Regions from separate parts of the Macaca mulatta genome. Here all the other regions are linked to region 1. A link is a contact called in public Hi-C data. All regions are on one chromosome and are shown on one strand. The core of a region is the stretch at or near the end of the contact, and the rest is flanking DNA. Distances in the headings are between cores, read along the strand shown.

Region 1 (2,791 bases), core at 194-2,693:
GATGGTACTAGGATGGGATTGTTTTACCATGGAAATGAAACCTGTGTCCTTTACTTTGGGTTAATCTTGAATCCCTGGTGAAGTGAACGAAAAGTCTCTAAAGAGGACGGCAGTCCATCCAACTGCTGCAGTGCTCCCGTGTGTTACTGGGACCATCCCAGAGAGTGGCAGACACCATGTGAACTGTGAAGAGATGCAAAGAGTACAGACTGCATGCTTCCATCTACAAGAAGGTCAGGAATGCTGTTATGGGGAGCAGGGTTAGAATGATGGGGATATAGCCTGAGAAGGGACAGGGGAGCTTTCTGTGCCATGGGAAATGTCCTAAATCTCAACCAGGACATGGTTAGATAAAAGTGCAAATAAGGGTGAAAATTCATTAAAGTTGTATAGTCAAGATTTGTGCACTTCACTGTAAAACTTACTTCAAATATCTAAAAGACTGGAGTCTGCAGCCACACACTTAAGGAATAACACTTTCCTTAGTCCCAACTCCTGTTTAAGTAAGACAGAGGAAGACTCCACAGTGCCGGTCGGATGTCTTGCATTCCGGCTGTAACACGTAGCAGCCTCCAAGTGGAGGTTCTCGCTTCATCGCTGTCACCTTAGATGTTTTTCCTTTGTTTAAACACCAAGTATTTTAAAAATTGTTTAGAAATGAGTTACGTGAAACACAAGGTGGCTTAATTGGGACGTCATTTCCTAAGTAATAAAACCTAATTTCAGTTTTATTTTGGAAAGGAGGGAGGCGGGTGGTGTTTGAAACGCTGAGAATGTGAAATGGCTGAAATGAAGGCAGGGCACGACCCGGATGCCAGCGCTGCCCACCCTGCAAGGAGAGGGCGGAGAGACCACAAGCTTCTCATGCTTCAGGAGTTTCTGTCCATAAGTCAGTTTTAGGTATTGGGCCTTTCCTCTTCCAATGGGAAGTCGGAGGTTCCACATCAGGATTCCAGCAGCTGTAAATCGGTGAAAATAGGGCCAAAGAAATATAGTTGGCTACAGGCGTATGTGGCCAAGCGTTTTGTCGGCGTTGGCCCTGGTACCGCAGGCACGAGGGACCCACAGGGGACCACCCCGCGATAGCTCCGAGTAACTGGACGGACGCTAAGTCCCCCAGCCCGCTCAGCCGCAGCTCCACCCGCCCGGGCCGCTCTCCGCACCCCACCGGCCCGCCCCAAGCCCAGGAGCACCCCCAGCCCCGGGATCTGCGGCCTGAACCTGGCAGCGAATTCAAGGAGGAAACCGCCAGCCGGGGCTATCGTTGATTGGCTGAGCGGGAGGAAACCCGGCAGTGATTGGTTCGCGCCTTCTTCCGCCTCCGGCCGACTGTGCGGATACGATTGGTGCAGGCGCATCGGCCCGCCCCCGCCCCTCTCCGGCCGGCGCGCGCGGCGTCATTTCCCGGCGTGCAGCGCGCTCGCGCGTCCCCCGCCCGGTAATGTTTTGGCCGCTTCAAGATGGCGGTGCAGGAGTCGGCGGCTCAGTTGTCCATGACCCTGAAGGTCCAGGAGTACCCGACCCTCAAGGTGGGCGCCTGCGCCGCGCAGGCCGAGGGCAGCGATGGCGCCTCCAGCCAGTGCCCGTGGGCCGCGAGGGGCCGCCCCGGGAGGGCCAGCGGCGAGGGCGGCGGGAGCTGGGCGCGGCCTGACGGGGCCGTGCGGGCTCCTCGGGGGCGCCCGGTCCGCGCCGGGCAGGTGTGACGGGGGCGGCGGCTTTGGCCCTGCCCAGCGCCCGACTGTGGCCCCTTTGCTTGAAGAGCTGCGTGAGCCGAGCCAGCGACGACTCTGGCAGCGCGAAGGCTGGGGAATTTGGGGCTGGGGTGGAAGCCGGAGTTTGCGGGGCGTGGGATCTCTGGCGCCCAGGCAGACGGAATGCGCGGCGTGCCCGGCCGGTGCCCGGCCGCCCTCCCGGGAGCCCAGGGCTGGGAGATGCCGGGTGCGCCGGTCGCTAGGTAGGAGCTGTAGGGAGAAACCTCACGGCCTGATGGCACCCAGCGACCTTTTTGATGGGCGTCACCAAACCTGAAATACAGCTCTTGCCGTCCGGCTGCCGGTTGCGTGACCTTGGGTGGTCACCTAGCCACGTCGCACTTCTTAGAATGAAATTTGTGCTCCTAGTAGAAGGAGCCGATACTTGCTCTTTACCTAGTTAGTAGAGGATTTCATATGAAGCACCTGGGAAGGAATTCCTTAAAAGATCAAGGTCATAGCTTTCTCAGAGCTGCGGCTGAGCTTTGTGGTTCTGTGTTGCCTTCCTGGGGAGCTGCGTAGCTTTTCTCTCCTCCCAGGGCGCCCTGGTGTTCCCGTCCGTCTCAGGACAGACGGTGTGGCGACAGGTGTGGAGGATGCAATATGGCCAGGTTGCTGTGCGTTCCCCCAGCCCCAGGGCCATTCAGCAAAGGGCTGAAGAACACAGGCTGTGAGCCATCCTGCTGGGGTGTGAATCGGGCTCCTCTGTGTTCATCTTTACTGGGAGACATCAGGGCCCACTTAGTGATTGTTTATTCTTGTCAGATTTAAGCAGTGGTAGCGCCTGTGTCACCTCAGGGTGAAATGAGTGACCACTTATTGTTCCAAGCAGTGCTTGGCATTCATTAAAAGGTCCCTGCTACAGTTAACGCTGCTGAAGCCAGGCTGTACCCTGGTGTAGCTGGTCTTCATAGGAAAGCAGAGGCAAGCTTCTCCTCCTCTTCATTATCTAGCGGTTTATTTCATATTTTAAAAAAGAAACGGGGTTTCACTGTTGCCTAGGGTGGTTTTGAATTCCAGGGCTCAATCGATCCTCCTGC
Region 2 (2,791 bases), core at 137-2,636, 60 kb before region 1:
CGCCCGCGGCGCGGGCCCAGCCACCAGCGCCGTTTTCTTCCTGACGGACTTGTGCTCCCTGCCGAGCTCCTACAGAAACGGTGGAGAGGACTTGGGGGGGGGGTGCTCGGGCTCCACGGAGCACTCTGCACACCCGCCGCCTCGGCCCTGGCTCCGGGCCCTCTAGCCCCAACTCTCAGGGTTTCACCTCCCCACTCAGGGCACCGGGAAGGGCGCGACCGCCTTCCCTTTTCCCCACTGGAAGGGAATTCTGTCCCGGCAATCGCGGAGACTACAGCAAAAGGGCTCTGGCCCCGGCCGGGCTTCCGGACACCGGTGCCCTTGGAGGCCGCCAGAGAACGCTCCAGTTTTGGCCCGGGGATCAAGCGCGCGGGCTCTGCCTTTGCAGCCGGGTCGAGGGAGAGAAAGGCTCCGCGGAGCGGCCCGGGCCGGCCCAGGATGCGGGCGCTGCAAGATGGCGATGGCCGTGCGCCCGGCGTCCGCCCGTGCTCCCTGCTTCCGCGGCCGCAGCCGGCGAGGAAGGCGCCCCGGGACCCGGGCCGGCACAGGCAGAGGCAGGTGGAGGCGCCGGGCCGGGCCGGGCCCTCGCGGAGTTCGCGGGAGCGGAGACCCCCGGGGACCGCCCGCGTCACCGCCGGGGGCTGCGCTTTGGGCCCGGTCTGAGGGCGGCGGCCTCCTCCACGGTCAGACCCGGCGCCCGGGCCCCGTCCCCTTCCCCCACAGCGCGCGGCCGCGGTCGCCGGCAGCCTCAGGGCGGGAGGGGGCGCGCTCCCGCGAGTGGCCCGGGAGCGCGCTCCCCAGGACACCCGTAGCTGCGCACGGCGCAGCTCCCACCCCGGTCCCGCAGGCCCAGCCGCGGGGTCGTGACCGGGGACGGGGTAGCGGCCGGGGATCGGGACTCGGACTCGGGGTGCCGTCCCGGGTCCCATGGGGCTGGGGTCGGTGGAGCAGCCTGGAGGCCCACGGGCCCCTTTGTGTCACCTGCGCGGGCCGCGGGCGGGGAGGGCACACGGCGGCGCTCGCTCACACGCAGCGGCCCGCGCATGCGCACGACCCTTGCCGCGGTCCCGCCCCCGACCGCGGCCACGCGCGGACGACGGCGCGCACGCGCACTCGCACACAAAGCCGGCGGCCCGCGGGCGCGCGCTCGGCCCGCCCCCGCGCCCCCCGCCCGCGCGGCCCCCGCCCCGCCCCGCCCCCGCCCGCGGCCGGAAACGCGCGCGCGCGCGGCCTTACCGAGCGGCAGGCCCTTGTTGAGCAAGTGCGAGCTGCCCATCGAGAGGCGCGAGCGGCCGCGGGCCCCGACCACTCCGGCGCGCTGCGCCGCCGCGAGTCCGGCGCGTGGGGCGGCCTCGGTGCCGTCCGCTGCTCCGCCCGCCCGCCTGCGCCTGGCCGCCGCCGTGCCGAGCCTCCGCCGCGCCGCTGAGCCGCGCTCCGACGACCGCGCGGGCGGGGACACGGCGGCGCGCGCGGGCGGGGCCTCGCGGTTGGTCTCCTGGTTCCCGGCGCGGGCGGCGCACGGACTCACGCGGGCGGCTCAGGGCCCGCCTGGCCGGGCGCGGCTGCGGGGCGGGGCGGGAGCCTGGCGGGAAGCTCACGGGGCCTGCAGCCCGGCGGAGGCCCGAGGCCCGGTGTTCCGCACGTTCTAAACCGCCTGTCCCGGAGGAAGGCGGGCAGGGTCGGGCCGGGCTCAGCACCGCTGGCGGGAGCGCCGCCCGCCCCGAGGCCCCCTGCGGGACGGCGCCGGGCCCGGAAGCCGAGGCAGGGTCGCCCACGTCAGCGCCCGGAACGGACCCGAACGTAAATGGCGCTCCTCCGCGCAGCGGCCGCCCCGCTCCCTTCCCGCCCCGCCAGCCGCCGCCCTCCCCCGCTCGCTTCTGGCCCCGCGGCCTGGCCCGTGCGCCTCCGAAGACTTGTCCTTGCGGTGCCGCTGTCCCCGGGGCTGGCCAGGGGCACCGAGGCCGCGGGTTCCCCCCATCGCCCCCACCCGGGCCCTGATTTACCGTCCAAGAGCCGGCCGCACATGGGGCCCCGGGAGGAGAAGCGCGCCCGCCCCAGTTCGTCCCCAGCCGGGGGGGACCCCGACTCCGGGAGGGGCCGCGTTCTGCCCGGCCCAGGGCGCTGTTCCCGGCCCGGGAAGTTCAGGGCTGGAGAACCCCCTTCTCGACCCCGTTTCTCCTTTAACAAGAGTAGGGTTTGTAGCCAGCTCTGCTTCTGCCCGCTGCGGGAGACGCCCCGACCCGGGAGGGCCCGAAAGTCCCTTCAGGGAGAGGCCGCACCGGGCCTGCTCACCCAGGGGCTGCCCCTGCAGACTCTCCCAAGGGGCCCAGGGATATTCCTCGCGCCGCGAGTGGACGCTTCCATCCACCCCGTGGGGAGTTGTGGGAAGGGCCTCTGCGCGTGGCTACTCTGAGCACACTGGAATGATCAGATAGTTGCATAATTTGAGAAACCACAGCCTGGAGACGGAATGATGCAGACTCCTATCCGAGAGACACCTGCTCTAGTTTCGCTGTGGTTCGTGAGGACGCGTCCTAGGCTGCCCTGAGAAGCCCATGTCTGCCCTTCCAGGCCTGGGAAGACCTCTGACCCCACTGACAGTGCTGGGCCCTCAGTCGGGCCTGCCATGCGTACCACTTTCTGTTCTAAGACCGGGCTGCCCAGCTGTGGCCTGGAGGAAACCTGGCAGGTGTCACCAGAGCTTTGGGGAGGGTGGGGCCCTGTCAGGGAAGCCCAGTGGGAGTCATGAAGGAGGGAACACGTGTGGAGCCCTTGTAGGGGGAGGGGCAGC
Region 3 (2,791 bases), core at 86-2,585, 59 kb after region 1:
ACAAAGCGAGACTCCGTCTCAAAAAAAAAAAAAAGGCTGCAGGGCCATCAGCTGATAGAGGGCAATGGACAGTGGACGGGCAGCTTGGCTGTGCTGTAGAGCCTGAGGGCTGAGAGGACACCCCGGGGCAGTGTAAAAGAAACTGGACTTAGCAATTGGTGAGAGAAGTCGGATAAAGAGAGGGTTTTGTTAGTATGGGAGAAACGGCACCCTTTTATGCTAATGAGAACTAATAACAACAAAAAAACCTGCTGTAGAACACAGAGGGAAACTGCTGGATGGGTGCCTTGGAGGAAGCCACAGGCCGGCGATTGGGTGCACAGGGCAAGGGGCGCTGAGGGAGGATCTGGCTCCAGCTTGCTCAGTGAAGCAAGAGGCTGGGTGAGGAAGGGGTGAGGCGGGGGAGCGGCTCAGGGTGCCTGCAGGCTAGGAGCTGGGAGCCACTGACGCCCAGGGACAGAGGCTGGTGCTGCAGAGAGGGGCGGCGCAGGGAGTCCCTCTTCTTTTCTTTTTTAAAAGAACTGCTTTACTGAGAAACCCACCCTACAAAAACACGATTAACAGGGTTGTGAGCTACCACCACTCTAATGCAAGGGCATGCCCATCCCCCCGAAAAAGAAACCCCGGCCCGCCGCCCCGCCGGCGGCGGCCCCCGCCATGCACCCAGCCCCGGACGCCCAGTTGGGCGTCTGCTCTGCGTGGCCTGTGCCGGGCGCCCCGCGAGTGGGGTGCACACCGCGTTCCTCCTGAGCCACCTCCAGGTCGGTCCGTCCGCAGCCGGCCTCGCACTCCCCTCCGTTCCAGGCTGCGGACCTCGGCGGCAGGACGGACGGCGCCTCTGCTCCTCATTCTGCCCGGGGCCAGCCCGGGCCCAGGGGTATCTGCTGTGTGTCTGGCGCCGAGCTGGGCCCCGAAGAACCCCGAGCCCGCCCAGGGGTTCCCTTCTCGGGCCCGAGCGGGCAGGCGCCGCGGGGTCCAGGGCGCCAGGGTCCAGGGACCCGCGCCCTCCCGCCTGGGCAGTCCTCACCGGCCCTCCGCAGGGGAAGGGACCTGGCCGCGAAAGTCCGGGCAGGCGTGGCGTTGACGCCCAGACCGGAACTTCCTTTCGGCCTCAGTTTCCGGGCCGGCCCCGCCCCCGGCGCCCGCACACCGCAGCCCCTTTAAGGACTTTCTGCGCCCTCCCGCCTCTTTTCTAGCGCGTCTCCCATCCCAGGCTGCCCCGCCCCCGCCGGGAGCGCGCCTACGTCACCGCGCAGACCTCGGCCGCGTCTTTGCGCCTGCGCCTCCTCGGCCAGGGTGAGCCATTGGCTGCCGAGCTCAGAGCACGTGATAGGGGCGGGGCCTTTGCCGGAAAGGATGGGGCAACAGCGAGAACGGCCGCGTCAAGAGGTAGGTGCAGTCGTCGCCGTGGTGACCCCAGCTCCTGATGCGTCCGGCCCAGGGACAGCCAATGGCTGTAGAGCTCTTGGGCACCTGACAGGAGGGGCGGTCCGCCCGCCGGAAGGGGCGGGGCGAGGCGAGCGCCGAGTCAGCGGTAGGTGGGGCTGTGGTTGCGCTGGGGGGCGGGGGTCGAGCAGCTTCAGCACCGGCGGCTCTGCGGGCGCCGGGCAGAGACCTGCGGGCGGAGCGTGTCCCGTGTCTTCGAGAGCGCCGGCGGCGGGGCCGGAGGGCGGGCCCAGGGCCGAGTGACAGGCCGCAGCCCCCGAGCACCGCCGAAAGCTGCGCGCCCGCCCGGTGCAGCCGCTGTGCGAGGGCGACCCCGCGGCCCCAGCCTCGCGCGGGCCCCGCCGGGCCGCTGCTTTCCCCGGGTAGGGCGCAGCTCCCCAGCCTCCGCCCCGGCCTCCCCTGGCGCTTCCTTCCGGGTCCTTCGGCCTTTTCCTGGCAGTGCTGCAGGCTCTCGCCTCTTCCCACCCTGCACGCCGCGGTGCTCGACCCTGGGCCTCCGGGCGCGACTTTCATTGATCTCAGAATTTCTTGGCTCCTTTTGGCCTCTGCAGCCTTGCTGGAGGCTGCCCTGCGGAATCAGTGAATAAGGGAAACAGCAACAGTCACGTTAGGCAAAAGCTGATTTGGACAGTGCCACTGCTTCTTAACGCACGGCCCTCAGTGCAGCGTCCCACACGCAGGGGATTGTAGAGGTCCCGAGTTGAAGGTTCACTTTTAAAACTGACCGTAATCACCGCTGTAAAGGCCTTGCCGGACACATTTCCCAGAGAGGCGCCCCCAGAGGTAACGGCAGATGGACCCCAGGCTCAGGGTCCTCCCGGAACTTTCGGTTTATAGTAGAGCCCAGTAAACACGTTAATAACAGCAAGAGCTATAAAATACAGATGGTGATTTAGCATTTGTGCCTTACCTATTTCTAGATATGGATCAGAAACTTTCGAAGTTGGTAGAAGAGCTCACAACTTCAGGAGAACCCAGACTAAATCCTGAGAAAATGAAGGAACTGAAGAAAATTTGCAAGTATGTCTTAGGGTTTAGTAACTCACAGTAACTGACTGGCCCACAGAGCCCAGGACACACACAGGGCCCTGCCTTCCTGCCCCGACCTGGGAGAGAACCACCCGAGGACACACCCAGGACATTTTCTCAGGGCCCTGCAGTACCCAGCTCTGATGGGTGGTCATGTTCTGGGTTTGGGGCGCGTGGCGTTGCAGACCCATCACTGCTCCGTGCTTGGTGCTTCTCTCTTCATTCCCGTTTCCTGAGTGCACATATGTGATTTAGAGAGAAACGTGTGTCTTTTTCTTTGCTGTTGGACTTTGCGAAGGGAGAGAATAGAGCTTGC

The links. A called contact is a pair of places that touch in the nucleus more often than the background predicts.
Region 2: a Hi-C map of blood shows a contact between it and region 1, with 4 times the contacts expected there. The contact joins the promoter of CTBP1 here to the promoter of MAEA in region 1. A contact is called at or near these places in 7 of 14 Hi-C or Micro-C datasets (CD4 T cells, blood, cortical neurons and 3 more).
Region 3: a contact with region 1 is called in a Hi-C map of cortical neurons, with 2.7 times the contacts expected there. The contact joins the promoter of UVSSA here to the promoter of MAEA in region 1. A contact is called at or near these places in 4 of 14 Hi-C or Micro-C datasets (CD4 T cells, blood, cortical neurons and 1 more).

What each region holds. Positions count from the first base shown.
Region 1 is chr5:1,382,105-1,384,895 of T2T-MMU8v2.0, forward strand. MAEA (macrophage erythroblast attacher, E3 ubiquitin ligase) reads left to right here and starts at 1,444. Exons shown (of 9, transcript NM_001258174.1): 1 at 1,444-1,529. The coding sequence starts at 1,461.
Region 2 is chr5:1,322,383-1,325,173 of T2T-MMU8v2.0, forward strand. CTBP1 (C-terminal binding protein 1) reads right to left here and starts at 1,387. Exons shown (of 10, transcript NM_001266780.1): 1 at 1,237-1,387. It also overlaps the pseudogene LOC106998226.
Region 3 is chr5:1,441,486-1,444,276 of T2T-MMU8v2.0, forward strand. UVSSA (UV stimulated scaffold protein A) reads left to right here and starts at 1,336. Exons shown (of 15, transcript XR_013417652.1): 1 at 1,336-1,534; 2 at 2,367-2,466.